Linked DNA regions of Mus musculus: region 2 is linked to region 1. The links are chromatin contacts, called in public HiChIP or PLAC-seq maps. All regions are on one chromosome and are shown on one strand. Each heading gives the region's core, a stretch centred on a gene start, on an enhancer-like site or on the middle of the called end of the contact. The rest is flanking DNA. Distances are from core to core; before and after follow the strand shown.

Evidence for each region. HiChIP or PLAC-seq counts read pairs in DNA pulled down with a chosen protein or histone mark.
Region 2: a contact with region 1 is called in an H3K4me3 HiChIP or PLAC-seq map of embryonic stem cells, with 6 times the contacts expected there. The contact joins the promoter of Tet2 here to the enhancer-like site in region 1. A contact is called at or near these places in 4 of 39 promoter capture datasets (the 3T3-L1 cell line, cranial neural crest, hippocampal neurons and 1 more), 2 of 484 Hi-C or Micro-C datasets (cerebral cortex and granulosa cells), 2 of 115 datasets of contacts at active chromatin or transcription factors (bone marrow-derived macrophages and embryonic stem cells) and 1 of 9 other capture datasets (adipose tissue).

What each region holds. Positions count from the first base shown.
Region 1 is chr3:133,108,973-133,116,620 of GRCm38.p6, reverse strand. It overlaps Arhgef38 (Rho guanine nucleotide exchange factor (GEF) 38), which reads left to right. Exons shown (of 14, transcript NM_001368752.1): 14 at 1-4,343. The coding sequence ends at 181. Ints12 (integrator complex subunit 12) reads right to left here. Exons shown (of 7, transcript NM_027927.4): 7 at 5,633-7,648. The coding sequence ends at 7,202. Among named protein-coding and RNA genes, the nearest start is that of Ints12, 21 kb to the right of the region's middle. Within about 2 kb of position 3,175, at least 3 of the 459 cell types and tissues checked have an H3K27ac peak or open chromatin away from gene starts, as enhancers often do.
Region 2 is chr3:133,541,159-133,548,806 of GRCm38.p6, reverse strand. Tet2 (tet methylcytosine dioxygenase 2) reads left to right here and starts at 4,417. Exons shown (of 11, transcript NM_001040400.2): 1 at 4,417-4,607.

The DNA.
Region 1 (7,648 bases), core at 1,926-4,425:
CTATGCAGTCCATGCTTTCCAAGCACGGAGTGACCACGAACTCAGCCTTCAAGAGTACCAGCGAGTCCATATACTTAGATTCTGTGATCTAAGTGGAAACAAAGAGTGGTGGTTAGCTGAAGCTCAAGGTCAGAAAGGGTATGTGCCTGCCAACTACCTTGGGAAGATGACGTATGCTTAAGAAAATAAGCAACATTTCTTGGCAAGTTGCTTATTGACTACCTCATAAAACCGACACTGCAGCTTCAAACCAGAAAGCAAGAAACCTCCAAACCATATGAACAGTGTATCACGTTTTGAAGACAAATCTTGCTTCCCAATAGGACAATTTCATTGATGTGTAAAGAAAAATTGTAGACATACTACCAACAAAAACTGCAAAGTAAAACAGCCTCAGCTCTGATTATACACTTAGAGGTAGAGATCTTTTGAAAAGATATATTTTCATTTCACATCACCAAGAGAGTGGATCTAACAGTAAGGTTTTTCACTTTATTGTAATATTTTTTCTGTACTCTGCCTTAAACATATTTTTCACATTTTTTAATTTTCACATAAACATGTTTACATATACATAATATATCCTGCAGTTTATACAGTATGAGTACAATACAGATTATACATACATGTATAAGTCAAAGAATAAACTAATTACACAGAAAAATAACAAGCAGTTAGAAGTCTTTATAGGGATCCATTTTAAATACCTTTTTAATTAAAAGGAAAACACAAGATATTAATAATATCCAAAACTTACTAAGTGTGTATTTCATGATGCACATGACCATTTAAATGATTTCTATATCATGATTTAATGCAACACAAAGAGTAAACACTGCTAGCAAGTGGTCAAGGGGGTTCAAACAGACAACGTGGTTCCAAGGTCTGTTCCTACTGATTACACTGTATGCTCCTTGAGTACAAAAGAATGATGTAAACAAGGGACCTGGAGGGACTCAGACTTCTCTGACTCACATTTATATATTTAACAGCTTTTCAACATGAAGAGCTTACATAGACATGATCCTGGGAGAGAAGAATGAAGAGTCAAAATTCATTATTTGTACTTTTTTTTGTTTTGATTAAGCATTATGAAAGTGTAATGGTTTTAAAGCTGTCATAAATGATGACTGATGAGGCTTTAATGAAGAAACATTTTTGGATCGCTCTGATTTAGAAGGTACATGGGCAGTGTTCATTCTACTTCAGAGCCAAGATTTAAGTAGTTTTAGTGGCCAGTTTGTATTCAGACAAGGTGCGGAGGATTGCATTAGCTATAACATCATGGTAGGGCATTATGCTTCAAATTCGGCTACTCCTCTGAGAGCTGTCCTCCAAAACTTTAGGCCTATTCAGTCAAGGTATTATTGGATTAACATAGAGAAAGTGGGACAGATGTGGAGATGAAGTGAACCCAGGCAGGTGCTCAGAAGGAAGGAAGGAAAATGAAAGTCTTTGGAGGTAACAACTCAATAGAGAATATTTTATGAAGACCAAAACGTCTGGCATGTTTACTTGGTCAGCATTATCAAATAGTTGCTGTTTATCAGGAACTCTGATAACTTTGAGGGCTTTAGCACAGTGCAAATCAATGCAGTGCTCGGCTATGCCAAGTTTAGTTTAATGAGGACAACAGTGATATCCTAGAAGTAAAGCCACGATGACTATGACTGATAAGCAGAGTGTGTTTAAGATAATGGGACAGTGAGACTTCTAATTTTGTTTGATTTTTAGTGGTTACTCTTACAATTACAGTAGATTTTCATTTCCCATAAAATCCTAATGACATTTTAAAAAATGTGTTACTTTGAAAGATTTGATATACTCAATATATATAATATATAACATATATTATATACATCATTTATATGATATGATAATCATATATATGGTTACATCTATTACTGAGCAATATCTACAACAAAATAAAGAGTTCTACAACAAAATAATCCAGCTGGCTGAATACGATACCTGCTCCCCAAACCAGAAATAGAATTCTATTATGAAAGAAACAGCTTATACTACTACTAAGTGCATTAAAGTAGCTTTATAAAGTTCTTGTGACTTTGATTTAGTATAAAGTTTTCTTTTTTAAGTAGGGCAACAAAATACTTTCTAAAAGATATTAGAGACTTTAAAAAAGATTAGTTGCTCTTTAAATTCAATTTTAAAGCATGAATTTGTTTGCCTAAGGTTAAGCAAAAAGAAATCCAAAGTTGCTACTTAAGGACACTATGAAAATGTCGAAAGAGGCATGATTTATTCATGGCTGTGTGCACCTGCACACCTGTACACCAAACTTCAATGTTTTACACAAAAATGAAGGATTATATAAATAGCACAGTTGTGCTTTCTGGCTGAAATCAGTGATTAGATGCAGGAGAAGTTTTGTGTACTGATGTGGCCCTAGGAGTGATGCTTCCTGTCTGACCTGTGAAAAATCCATGCCAGGAAAAGCAACCCTTGAGTTAACTCCTGAGAAAGAACTGTCATGAAGCCAGTGACTGCAACTTTCCTATCATGATGAGCACTTTACTATACATGAGCTCTGAAAAATTATATACGACCTTCATTTTCTACTTCTTTTACTTAAAATCAAGTACCCTGTAATTCTGAAATTAGACATTATTTTAATAGACCTCAGAAAAATACATTTCCAAGATAGCTTATAGGTTGTATATATATGTAAGCAATTCAAAAGATTAAGCCATTAGTTGCATTGTTATAATTACAACTAGGCATGCTAATGTATTTTGTTATATTCCTTTTTAAATTAATATTATACAGAATAGGATCCTCTGAAGTGGGCAATATTTTGTTTACCAAGATGAAGAGGAAGCTTTTGTAGCTAGTTTTTTTTAAATAAATAAAAATATATGCATCTTATTTACATTTCATTTTGAGATTCTAGTAGTTAAAAACTACTAGTATATATAATATAGAGTGTAAAATATCTGTCTGGTAATATAAAATTATCATTGGTGCAGATTCATGAAAAAAATCACAAAGCCACTTTCTTAACCTATCTTATACTTCAGAAAAAATATCTTGACTTTGAAGGACAGGAGGAGGTAAGGAAGAGATAAATGCATGTTTAGTCACAGCAGTGAAGCAATGGGTACCAGATGTTAAATGCTGGAACATTCCAAATCGTTCCAAAATACAATCCAGATTTAAATACAATCCAGATTTTGAGAAACTGCTTTTAAAATGCCTGATGCTATTTGTAATGAACACAGTCTGGGTGGTTTACACAAAGGGTTGTTTCAGCTACTGAGACATGGAATTGTCACTTCTTGGATCTTTATTTACCACATTGACTTCAACAGAGCTGTATGAATAAAAGGAGGAAATTATAAGAAATAAAGCCCTCACCCTTTAAGTTGTTTGTAGTACTACAGCTTCCTAATATATGCACTGCATTGCTAACTAGTGAAAATATTCAGACCTTACAAAATTCAGACCAAATGATCCTATACGTTTATATTATGGTCAGTGAGGTGGTTGCAGTTCACTGAGTAGACAGACACTGGACCTGGAATCCTGTAGGAATAGATTCTGTGTAAAGAATACAAATCTTCAAAGTCTAATTCTGTAGTTGCTTCCTTCTCTATACACACATAGATGTAAAATCAATCCAGTCCAAACTATAGTACTTCAGTTCTACTGGCTCTCACCCTGGGGTCTTTACGTAGCTACGATTTTCACGGTTGTACACTCTGGTTAGATGCAGGTAAATTTTGCGTATTTTGAAAAACAGGTCAACACGTTGGAAAAGACTAGACCTAAGATGTTCTTGGTTGGAAATCCTGGGAATATATTTTTACTAAATTAAATTTGTTTTGTTTTGCTTAAAATTCCACTGAGGCATCTGAATGTATCCATCACATTTCTAATTTCTTCTGACTTTTGTACTACTAAAATTTCATGTTGTTAAAAGTGATGTATTTCCTGTGAAACCTGGGGTCGTGACAATTTATAATTGTAACTAATAAAACTACTATCATGCCCTCGTCAAGATCTGGAATCATCTAACTTTTAAATACAGATGTGCTTTTATAGTGGACTTATAACCTGATATACTCACCATGTGTTTAAAACATCCTGATCTACTGACTATCACATTGTTCAGAAAGTCATTGCTATATAGAGAGTATCAGTTGCTTGGTGGCATGATCACATGAATACTGGGAGCTGCAACCTTTTGCCCCTGCCTGGAAATGAAATAGAATTTCAGAATATGTGAGCAACACAGGAAGATGACTTGAAGTGCAGATGCAACTAAATGTATGTGACTTTCACACTACTGAAAAATAAGAAAACAGTAAAGCATTATAAACCAGGGGTTGTTTGTATTAAGTCTTTTCATTTTATCTCATCTGAACTGCGTTTTATAAAGTAGGAAACTAACACAAAGGAGTTGAAGACCAGATCATTGCATCTTAAGACCAGCATTCTTTCTGTGTCATTTCATCTATTTTCAATTCACTAAATTCTATGCTTGATCTCATAAATTACAATATGAAAAACAGGAAAAGGATACTGACCAGGATAGTTCGAATTGTCAATTCTAAATCTCTACAAGAACACTTGCTGTTGTGGTTGTTAATGTGCAATGTTTCCCCTTGGCTCCTATGTTTCATCATTTTGTTGCCATCTGGTGGTGCTTTTTGGAACGTTATGGGATCTAGAGGAAGTGGAGACTTACTAGAGGAAACAGTCACTTGGGGGTTGGGGGGAGGGCTTTGAGGTTTTATACCCTGCTCTATGTCTTGTTTCCTGAAAGCTGAGACAAACTCATCAACTGGCCTCATGGTCTGGTGCCCTGCTTTCACCATCATGATGGATTCTGTCCCTTGAGAGCTGTAAGCCCAAATAAACCCTTTCTCTTTTAGGTTGCTTTTGTCAGAGTATTTTATCACAACAGAAGAGAAAACTAAGACACCTTCTCACTTGTTCACTCATTCACTGGAGAGCTGGAGATTCCAATGCTATTCAAGACAAAACAAGCTCTCTACCCCTCATATAACTCAAGTGTTAGAAATCCTTGTTATACATAACCAAAAAAAAAAAAAAAAAAACCCATACTATTGCTACTTTCATAACTGCTTCTTGTAGTATACTTGATGAGGAAAAAAATAAAGGCCTATGAGCTAGTTAATTTATAATAATTTATAATATCAAATATATACCTTAAAAATACCAAATTTAGGCCCTTACTACACACACACACACACGCACACAAATTACCTATACAAAGAATCCTATTCACTGAAAGATAAATTACTTCCTAAACTCATTAAAATTTCCAACTAGTGCCACAAATATCAAAAATAATTGCTTCTCTCAGATCCAGCACACTTTCTGTAATGAGACTAAAATTTTTTTACTTCAAAGCTAATATGTAAACTGTACTAAGCATTATTTCTCTAATGTCTTCAAGGAAGTGAATTTCAATAACTGTAATAGCTGTTGATATAAACTTGTGTCAGGTCATTTTGTTAAGTCAAAATTGCATTTGAAGTATAAACAAACTGTTTTGAACTCTTTATAAAGGGGATATGGAGTTTATACCAAACCAGTGTTAATGAACAGAAAGGTGATTCACAAAACAAAAACATCTACAGGCACATTTTTAAGTATATAAATAGATATTTATTCCATCTCTAAATTTTGAGTTTATTTCAATATTGGTTTCTAATTTATTATGAACAATTTAACGCCATTATTTAACAGTTTAAAATACTTCCATAGAAAAAGACCAAGCTTAATTTAAAAGTTTTCTCTTTTACAATGATTATCAATTTATTTTTAGAATAATGATGTTAGAACATCTAGGGATAAAGATACACTGAGATTAGATTTAAAGCAATTTGACTCAATGAATATAGGAAATCACAAGATTCATTTTTGGGAAATAATGAGGTATTCATTGATTATAAAAAAGAAAGGAAGCTATTTTTCTATAATACATTTACTGGTCAGATACAGAAAGTATTCTCTGTTGGGGTATGTACATATATACATATATATATGTAAACTAATGGGTAATTCATTAGCTTACAAGACAATGGCTTGGACCATGTATATAGGATCACATCACGGCAAGAGTTCAGAGGAGATTTTGCCCAAGGGTCAATTCTGGGATAGCCTTTTATAACTCCACTCTTGGCCAGAATTAGTCAGTGGACATATGAGGACTAATTAATCCTTCCCAAGGGCATACTCTTCCCCCAACAGGCTCCACCTGTCAACCACCAACTCCATTGCCATATTGGGGATTATGCTTCCTAACACATAAAACCTTAAGACAAACCATATCCTAACAATATTCAAAGCATATGAGCACGTTCTGACAGAAACCTCAAGGACTAATCATTAGGTAGGAGCCTCTTTCATACAAAGATAAACCACACCAAACGTTCTTGAAGTATTAAAAACAGCTTGTCCTTTCACCATGAGGAAGAAGCTGGGTGCAAACTAGTCATAAATGCCCATCTGCCAAGCCTCTTGGAAATGGATACTCTTCTCAATGATTCTCAGAATGTGCAACCAGGATGAGCCAAGTCAGCATTTATTAAATGTACATATCTGCACATATCCACACACTGGCCAGGTACGGAAAGTGGGCAACGTGAGAAAGTATACTGTATGAGCATTCATAATCTACTGGAATAAATAACGCCCTAAGTAATTGATAAGGGGTGGTTGAGAGCTAAAGACATGATAGGGAGCTATGGGAAATCACTTTCAAAATTAATTTTGATAAAAGAGGAGGTAATTGGAGAGAGATACTAGCTGACATGAGGACAATGACTGACACTGAACATTTCAGATTTTATAAAACGCTGGAACACTTTCTATTGAGTTGTCCCTGCCACCCATAAGGTACCAGGTGAGCCATTTCTTTTCATCTGTATGCGCCATCAATTTCTTGAAGCTCTTGTCATGCATCAGTCATTATAATCACTATTTTCACACACTATGGAAATTAAAAATGCTAAACAGACTGAAATAAATAGATCCAAGTTTGGCTAAATAATATTAGCATTTTAATGTAACAAACAATAGAGATTTGATCAAGATTTTTATTAAGGTACAGTACATTACAACTTTTGTCCCAGTAAGGGTTTTATTTTGTTTGTTTTGTTTTGTTTTTTAAGTTTTAGAGTAATATGATATAAAAATCTATCTGGCCATATTACTTCTTGAGTTTCTTTTGGGCAGCTTTCTTCTTGACCATCTGTAATCGCTTCATTGCGTTGAGCTGTGATTCTTGAGAAGTTGGACCTTTAAGAGATGCTGAGGTACTGCTGCTGGTCTCTGATGTGGCTTTGCTGGTGGTACTTCCACTGGGCCCCGTTGTAGCACTATTTCCATTCCCACTCAATTGGCTGCTGCCTCCAGGAACTAAACTACTAGGACTAGGAAGACCCACTTTGCTGACGTTATCACAACTCACTGAGCGACTCAGGCCAGTCTTGCCTAAGGTTAGTGGTGGAAGCGGTTTCAACGGGACAGAGGGGCTAGTGCTGTTACCAGAACCTATTTTGGAACCTATTCCACCTTTGGATGATGTTGCCAGACCAGTCAAACCCACAGGCTTCTGGTTAGAGGATGAGGCAGCAGGTTTTCCACTACTGTTTTG
Region 2 (7,648 bases), core at 3,168-5,667, 430 kb before region 1:
AAAAAAAAAAAACTAATTCAGGAAGTTATGTAACATGTCTGAGTTCACACAGAAAGAGATCCAGGCAGATTTTCTGAAGTCTATTCAACTCCAAACCCCACACTTTAAGCAACTCTTATACTATGCACGACATAAATGCATTCAATGGTCCGTGTAGAATTTCACATCCAAGTCAAGAAAAAAATATATAAGAATTCTGTGTTTTAAAATTCAGCAGTAAATTTAACTCCACAGGAAATGCTTATGGGAAGACAATTTTGCTCAGTTAATACAAAATCAGAAATCTGATTTATTTCTTTTCTCCTTCTGCTCTTCTGTTTACAAATAAGTAATTACCATGGGCACAGTTCAGACATAACTCCTTGCCCTTTAAGACATAAGTCCAGTGTGCAACTAGTGCTGTTAGGAGCCAGGTTCTCACTGGGAAATGGAATTGGTGGCAGTCTGTGAAAGGGTGCAGGCAGGGATACTGGGTCCTTTAAGACTAACTGCATGCCATCCCCAGCAGTCAGGCCTAATGACTAAACTAAGGTGAGGTACAGGAACCTGAATAGGAAGGGAGAGTATGGAAGTCCTGTGTTCTCCTCCTGCATTCTGATACATGGGTGTGTGCACTCAACAATCATGCCCCCACACACCTTATTTATTATTTAAGATTTATTTATTTATTTTACCTATAGGAATACACTGTAGCTGTACAGGTAGTTGTGAGCCTTCATGTGGTTGTTGGGAATTGAATTTAGGACCTCTGCTCACTCCGGTTAACCTCGCTCCGGTCGGTGCCCCACTCACTCCAGCCAAATGATTTATTTAGTATTATAAGTACACTGTTGCTGTCTTCAAACACACCAGAAGAGGGCGTCAGATCTCATTATGGGTAGTTGTGAGCCACCATGTGGTTGCTGGGATTTGAACTCAGGACCTTCGGAAGAGCAGTCAGTGCTCTTCTTACCCGATGTGCCATCTCCCCATCCCTACACACCTTATTTATAAAATAATATTTCTTATTTGTGTATGTGTGTGCATGTGTGTATCACAGCAAAATTGTAGTGGCCATATGACAACTTAGTAAATCAGTTCTCTCATTCCATCTCCACGAGGGCTCTGGAAATCAAAGCCCGGTTGCTCTACTCAGTGGCAAGCACCTTTTACATGCCTTCTAACACCTGCTGGCCAGCTTTCCAAAAGCTTCCAGAGTTTAGCCTTGAAGAGAAGTCAAGATGAAGGTCAGCACATGTGGGTCATAGTATCTGCTGCCCTTCGTTCTGGGCCAGGCTGTGGTAGGATGGGAATCCTATTACTTCCTACCCCTGGGTTAGTCCTGAGTGTGCTCTGACTCTCAATGCATCAGACATTAAATGCCGAATAGCCAGGGCAAGACTCCTGAACTATGATGAGAATTTCAGTTTCTAAATGGGGATTTTGTTTAAGACAGGGTCTCGTGTATCCCAGACTGGCCTAGAATCCAGTGTAGCCACGTGAGTATGACCATGGGCAGGTCATCCTTCCGTCCCAAGCTCCTGGATCACAGGCCTGTCACCATGGCTTGAGCTTCTCTGAGCAGAAAAGGCAGACAGAACACAGGACCAAACAACAGGCTTGCCTAGATAATCCTCGGAGGATTCCAAAGCTGGCTTCTAGGGGCACTGTAGACACTGGTGAGGCTTCAGAGGCTGCCCCTGCTAAACTTTAACTCTGACAATGACTCTGGTTTTGAGGAAGTCCTCAACAGGAATAGTATGGCTATTTTAGCTCTGGTCACTAGCTGGCAGTTTTGGATTTCCACAGGAACTCAACAGACTCTTGGCAGTGCTTGGTAAACAAATAGAAACGAGCCTGGAGAGATGGCTCCGAGGTTAAGAAAGAGCACTTGTTCTTGCAGAGGACCTAGTCTTAGTTCCCAGCACCCACACAGCAGCTCAAAATCATCTGTAACTGACTCCCACTCCTTGACCTCCTGGGCACCAGGCCAACACACAGTACACAGATATACACACCAGCAAAACACTCATACAAATAAACTAATTAATTAATAATCATAATTTTTTTAAAAGGCCAGACAAAGCAGGTGAACAAGGCAAGCTGATTTCTATTGAGTCTGTATTGGCTAGTTTTGTGTCAACTTAACACAGGCTGGAGTTATCACAGAGAAAGGAGTTTCAGTTGAGGAAATGCCTCCATGAGATCCAGCTGTAAGGCATTTTCTCAATTAGTGATCAAACAGGGAGGTCCCCTTGTGGGTGGTGCCATCTCTGGGCTGGTAGTCTTGGTTCTATAAGAGAGCAGGTTGAGCAAGCCAGGGGAAGCAAGCCAGTAAAGAACATCCCTCCATGGCCTCTGCATCAGCTCCTGCTTCCTGGCCTGCTTGAGTTTCAGTCCTGACTTCCTTTAGTGATGAACAGCAATGTGGAAGTGTGAGTTGAATAAACCCTTTCCTCCCCAACTTGCTTCTTGGTCATGATGTTTGTGCAGGAATAGAAACCCTGACTAAGACAGAGTCTAAGCCAACTGGTCTACATAGTTTCAGATGAACCAGTGCCACACAGTGAGACCCAGCCTCAAAAAGAAAAAAAAAATAATTTAAAAATAAGGTGCTGTAGAGCCCAGGTAAATATTTTGATTACTGATTTGTGAGATCACACCTTGGTAACTGTTTCTAAATGGAAGAAACATTGTTTCCTTAGAACTTACTTTAGGCAATCTTCTCTGCAACAATGTAACACAGAGTAACAATGTGCCACATAGAGGTCCTGGCCTTTCCTGTGTGAGTACATACATCTATGAGATTTTACAAAGAGGAAGTGTTTACATTTCATGAAATTAAGGGAAAATGTTATGGCTATTTGCTTCTTCTTCTTCCTTCCTTCCTTCCTTCCTTCCTTCCTTCCTTCCTTCCTTCTTCTTCCTCCTCCTCCTCCTTCTTTTCTCTCTCTCTCCTTTCTTTTCCTTCCTTTCTTCTTGAAACAATCTAACTACAATACCCAGCTAAATTCAAACTGTCAGACATCCTACTGCCTCAGACTTCTAAATGCTGTGATTGCAGGTCTGCTCTTTCTTTTCAAAATTTATGTGGTGTGTGTGTGTGTGTGTGTGTGTGTGTGTGTGAGAGAGAGAGAGAGAGAGAGAGAGAGAGAGAGAGAGTTAGAGAGAGAGTTAGTTGGTTCCAGGCCTCATTTCTAAAGAACACCCACCCACACACACACACAAAGAAAGGGTGCATTACAGACAATATAATAGTGTTAAAGTAGACTTAAGGTTGCTGTGAACGCAACCGATCCCACAGAAGAGGTTCCCAGATTACCTATTAAAACGTAACATTCAGTGACTGAAAACTTGAAGACAGGAGGAGGGTGGGTGGATGTGTGAGCACAAATTTCCTAAACTACTGTCTCATGATTCCTATGAATTTGCCTCGATCTCATCTTCAAAAGTTAATAATTACCAAAAGGAACATTTAAAATGTAAGTTTAAAAAACGGAAGTGCCAGCAGAAGAGCTGGTGCGCACAAGCCTTGAACTTCAGGGAAAACTGAGCGCTCTCTGCTTGTTCGGAATTCAGCTTCCCACAAGGCGGTTTCTTCATTACTTTACCGTACGGAGTGGAAATTTGTGCAAAATAGAGGAACTTACGGGGGCGCCTTGAACATTAGAAACTGCTGGCTTAATTCTTTCGAGTGACAAGCAGGGGCTCGGTGACACCGCTCCTCTGGGCTCTGCGAGACAGCACCCCCTGCGCGGCCCACGTGGCCAAAGTAAACAGAAGGTGGGCCTGGGCGGGGAGAGCCCCGGCGCCGCCGGATTGCTGCAGAGTGGAGACTTTAGCGCCCAGGCCCCTCTAGCTCTCCCGGCACGGCCTTTGGGGAAATGGGGAGCGGCTTGGCTGGGCGACAGGGAAGGGGGTGGCAGGGTGTGGGGGCGAGTGGGGAGACGACTGGTGAGGTGCTGGCAGCGGGAGCGCGGGGAGCCAGGGGCCCCTGGAGCGCGCAGGAGGGCGCAGAGTTTCCAAGTGCCTACGCGGCCCCCGCGGGAGACAGAGGCGCGGAGGCCGCCCACGCGTGGGTGTGCGGCCGGCGGCACCCGGGGCTCAGGAAAGGCCGGGGAGGAGCCGAGCAGAGGAGGTCCCCTAGCCCCCCGCGAGGGAGTGAGCGCGCAGCCGGGACTCGCCGCGCCCCCGCGAGGGAGCGAGCGCACGGCCCCGGGTCCCGCCGCGTCCCCGCGAGGGAGCGAACGCACGGCCCCGGGTCCCGCCGCGCCTCCGCGAGGGAGCGAGCACACGGCCCCGGGTCCCGCCGCGTCCCCGCGAGGGAGCGAGCGCACGGCCCCGGGTCCCGCCGCGCCTCCGCGAGGGAGCGAGCGCACGGCCCGCTCCCGCGCTCGCGCCCGCTCCGCTCGCATGCCAGTCACGTCCGCCCCCTCGGCGGCCGCCTGAGAGCCGGCCCCGCCGAGCCTAGAGAACAGACGTCAAACTGCCTTATGAATATTGATGCGGAGGCGAGGCTGCTTTCGTAGAGGAGCAGAAGGAAGCAAGATGGCTGCCCTGTAGGATTTGTTAGAAAGGAGACCCGGCTGCGACGGCGGTGGACTGCGAGGCTGAGGGACCAGAACCAGGTCAGAGCGCTGAGGTCCGCGCCTGTCTCTCTCTCTCTCTCTTTCTTTCCTCGCTCTTGACGGCTGCGGAATGGTCCCTTTCCAATCTCCCTCTCTTTCTCTCGGCCTTGCGGGGACTGTCATGTCACCCACAAATACTAAGAGGGAAGAGGGAAGCCTCACAAATTACAGGAGCTTCTTCAACATGGCTGACAAATATAGTTTTAATTCAGCACCCCCTTCTCCTGCGACCTGCACTTCTGTGGTCCCTTCTTCCTGCTAATGCGTGTCTCCCCTCTGTACCCAGAAAACTTACCTTTGTACCTCCCACCAGCCGCTCTTCTGGCCTTTTAGTCTCAGGAAAGTGAGTGTTTTCTTGGGGCTGCCTTCCTGAAAGAGTTCATCTTTGGGGACCACCACTTTCTCTTTTGATCCTCCTCTCCCCTGTTCTTAGTATAAGTCCAGGGAGCCCCTAGTTCATCCTCAGACACCCCGGAAAGAACACTGACCCGGTGTGTTTGACTCTTTTATCTCCAGTAGTGCTTGTTTGGGTCCTGTTCTGGGTTTGTGTCTCTGGCTTCCAACACGTTTGTCCCCTCGTGGACTACACTAGACAGATGTCACAGTGTGTAGATTCAGGATCCACTACGTGGAGGGCTTTTTTTTTTTTTTCCATTCTTTCTTTTTTTCTCTTGAGTCCTCGCGTTTTGTTATTGGCGCTAAGTGAGAGGGGAAAGAATAGTTTCTCTGCTCCCTGAAACAAGACCAGAACCCACTTTTCTCAAGGTTCACAAGCTCAGAGTGGGCTGTGCCTTCCAGTTTGGGAAATGTGTGTAAGAGAATCTGTGCAAATCTGTGTGTTGGCTTTGTGCTGCCCCCGAATCAGCTCGTTCTGTTCCCCTTAAGTGACAGGCACACACAAAGGCAGGCGCAGGCCGGGGGAGGGGGCGGGCGAAGCGTTTGGAGTTGGAGAAGGCAAGGTCAGGGGCGCCCGAAGAAATGAAACCCAATCCCAGAGAAGATCTCTAACAAGTCCCATCCCAAATTTCCTTCACTCTGGCACTCACTCTTTTATTTGGTCGTTCACAAACACCCCTCCTCACTCTTCACTCAGAGCTTGACTCTCTTCCCTAGACCTGCTTGCTAACTGTTAGAAAGCTTATAGGGTTTCTTCTATGGAGAGTTTTCTACGTTTGGCGAAACCAAGTGAGGCCTGGCCAGACTCTTGAGAAGGTCCTGTTAAAAGACATGATACTTGCTTGTTAATGGCTTAATTGATAGATTTTGTTTGCTTTGAGCAATTTTTGGAATAGAATTAGGTTTGTTTGTTTGTTTGTTTTGTTGTTTTTCCCAAGTTGTTTGCTTAAAATTTAGCAAAATGTTGTGGTGTTTGTCTATCTGGGGAGCAGAATAAATCTGTAGATTTAAAAATCACAAGTCACATACTGTACTTTGCTCTAATTAGGATTATAATGCTAAAATTCATACTCAGAATTCATCAGCAAAGAACCATCATAAGGATAAGATTACATGTACGGGAAGTTGGGATTCACAGAGAAAATATATTGGTTTGGTTTAAGACTGTGGGTATTGTAGCCTAGCTAATGAAATCATTACATTTGCATTTTAATGGAAAGTTGAAATACTGAAGAGGAGTTGCATTCTTCTCCATGTCTGTATGTGTGTTTTATAATGTGTTTTGAGTACAATATAAATTACAACATAATAAATATTATTTTTAAAAATTTTATTAAGCAGAACAGTGTTTGTGAAAGATTGGGGCTTAAACTTAAGATCAGTATGGGTTGATCTGATTACAGGGTAGAGGGAAAGGCATGTCACTGCATAAATCAAGTTTCCAAACCCTTAGGAGTTCACTTTACAAGTCTTTCTGATTTGGTTCTCAGAAATGAGAACTGTGGCTAAGTTTGCTTAAGGCTGGGTACTAGGGACTCATTCACATGACCAGAGGGTAAAACATTACTCATCCCTGAACAGAGCAGTTCATTGGCTCTGACTTGCCCTGAAGTGGTAGAGGAAACAGAGCTTTTTTTCCCCCCTCCCATAAATGTCTATTGTTGGTTGAGAAAACTGTGGTCAACTATTCCAGCAATCTAGAATTAAAAATAAGTAATTTGTTTCACTAGTAGACCAGTGTGTCATGACTTCTTTGTGGGGAACTTTTCAGATTCATGATATGCCCTCAAACTACACAAAAGTGTTTTCCATTCCAATCAATAAGAATGCTTAAGTTGGCTTATTTTTTATGTTATCATAGAGGCCTACTCTTTCTTGCAGTGAAGTTTGATTCTTATTGCTTGGTGCATTTTAGTTTTGTGCTGAAAACAGCTGTAATATTACTTTAAGGGTCTCAGGGAAATTTTGTACATCATTGAACACTCTGAATAAAAAGAAACACTTTCTCATTTCTTAGAGAAATTATTTAAACAAACATGGGATGGGGAGTCTACAGTAGCCTTTCATTTACTATGTGTGTTAAAGTTCCACCTAAGTATTCCAAAAGTTCTTAAGAGTTGTTTTAGTTGATTTTACTTCAGAAAAAAACTATTAAAACAGTAACAAGATTGGTACCTTTAAAAGATACATTGTTTCCTCAGCACTTGGGGAAACAGAGTCAGGCGAATTTCTGAGTCCCAGGCCAGCCTGGTTTAAAAAGTGAGTTCCAGGACAGCCAGGGCTATACAGAGAAACCCTGTCTCGAAAAACCAAAAAAAAAAAAAAAAAAAAAGATACATTGTTTCATCTCATCACATCTTGAACAAATGCAGAAATAAGTTGGACCCAGGCTTTGATTTATTTACACTCTCTTACTTGTCAAGTATTCTTTAAGGCTTTCACTAGATTTACTGTTTAAGTCTGTTCTGGGAACCAGGGTGATGGTGTAGTTTTCATGTGGTGACATATGCCCTGCATACTGGCATCACCAACACTTCTCCTGCAATGTGCACACCTGCTTTGGACTCTTTAGGGTGACTTCCACAGTCCTCATTGGCTGCTGGGTTTGTGTTTCTTTTTGGTTTCATTTGTTGAAGCTAGAAATT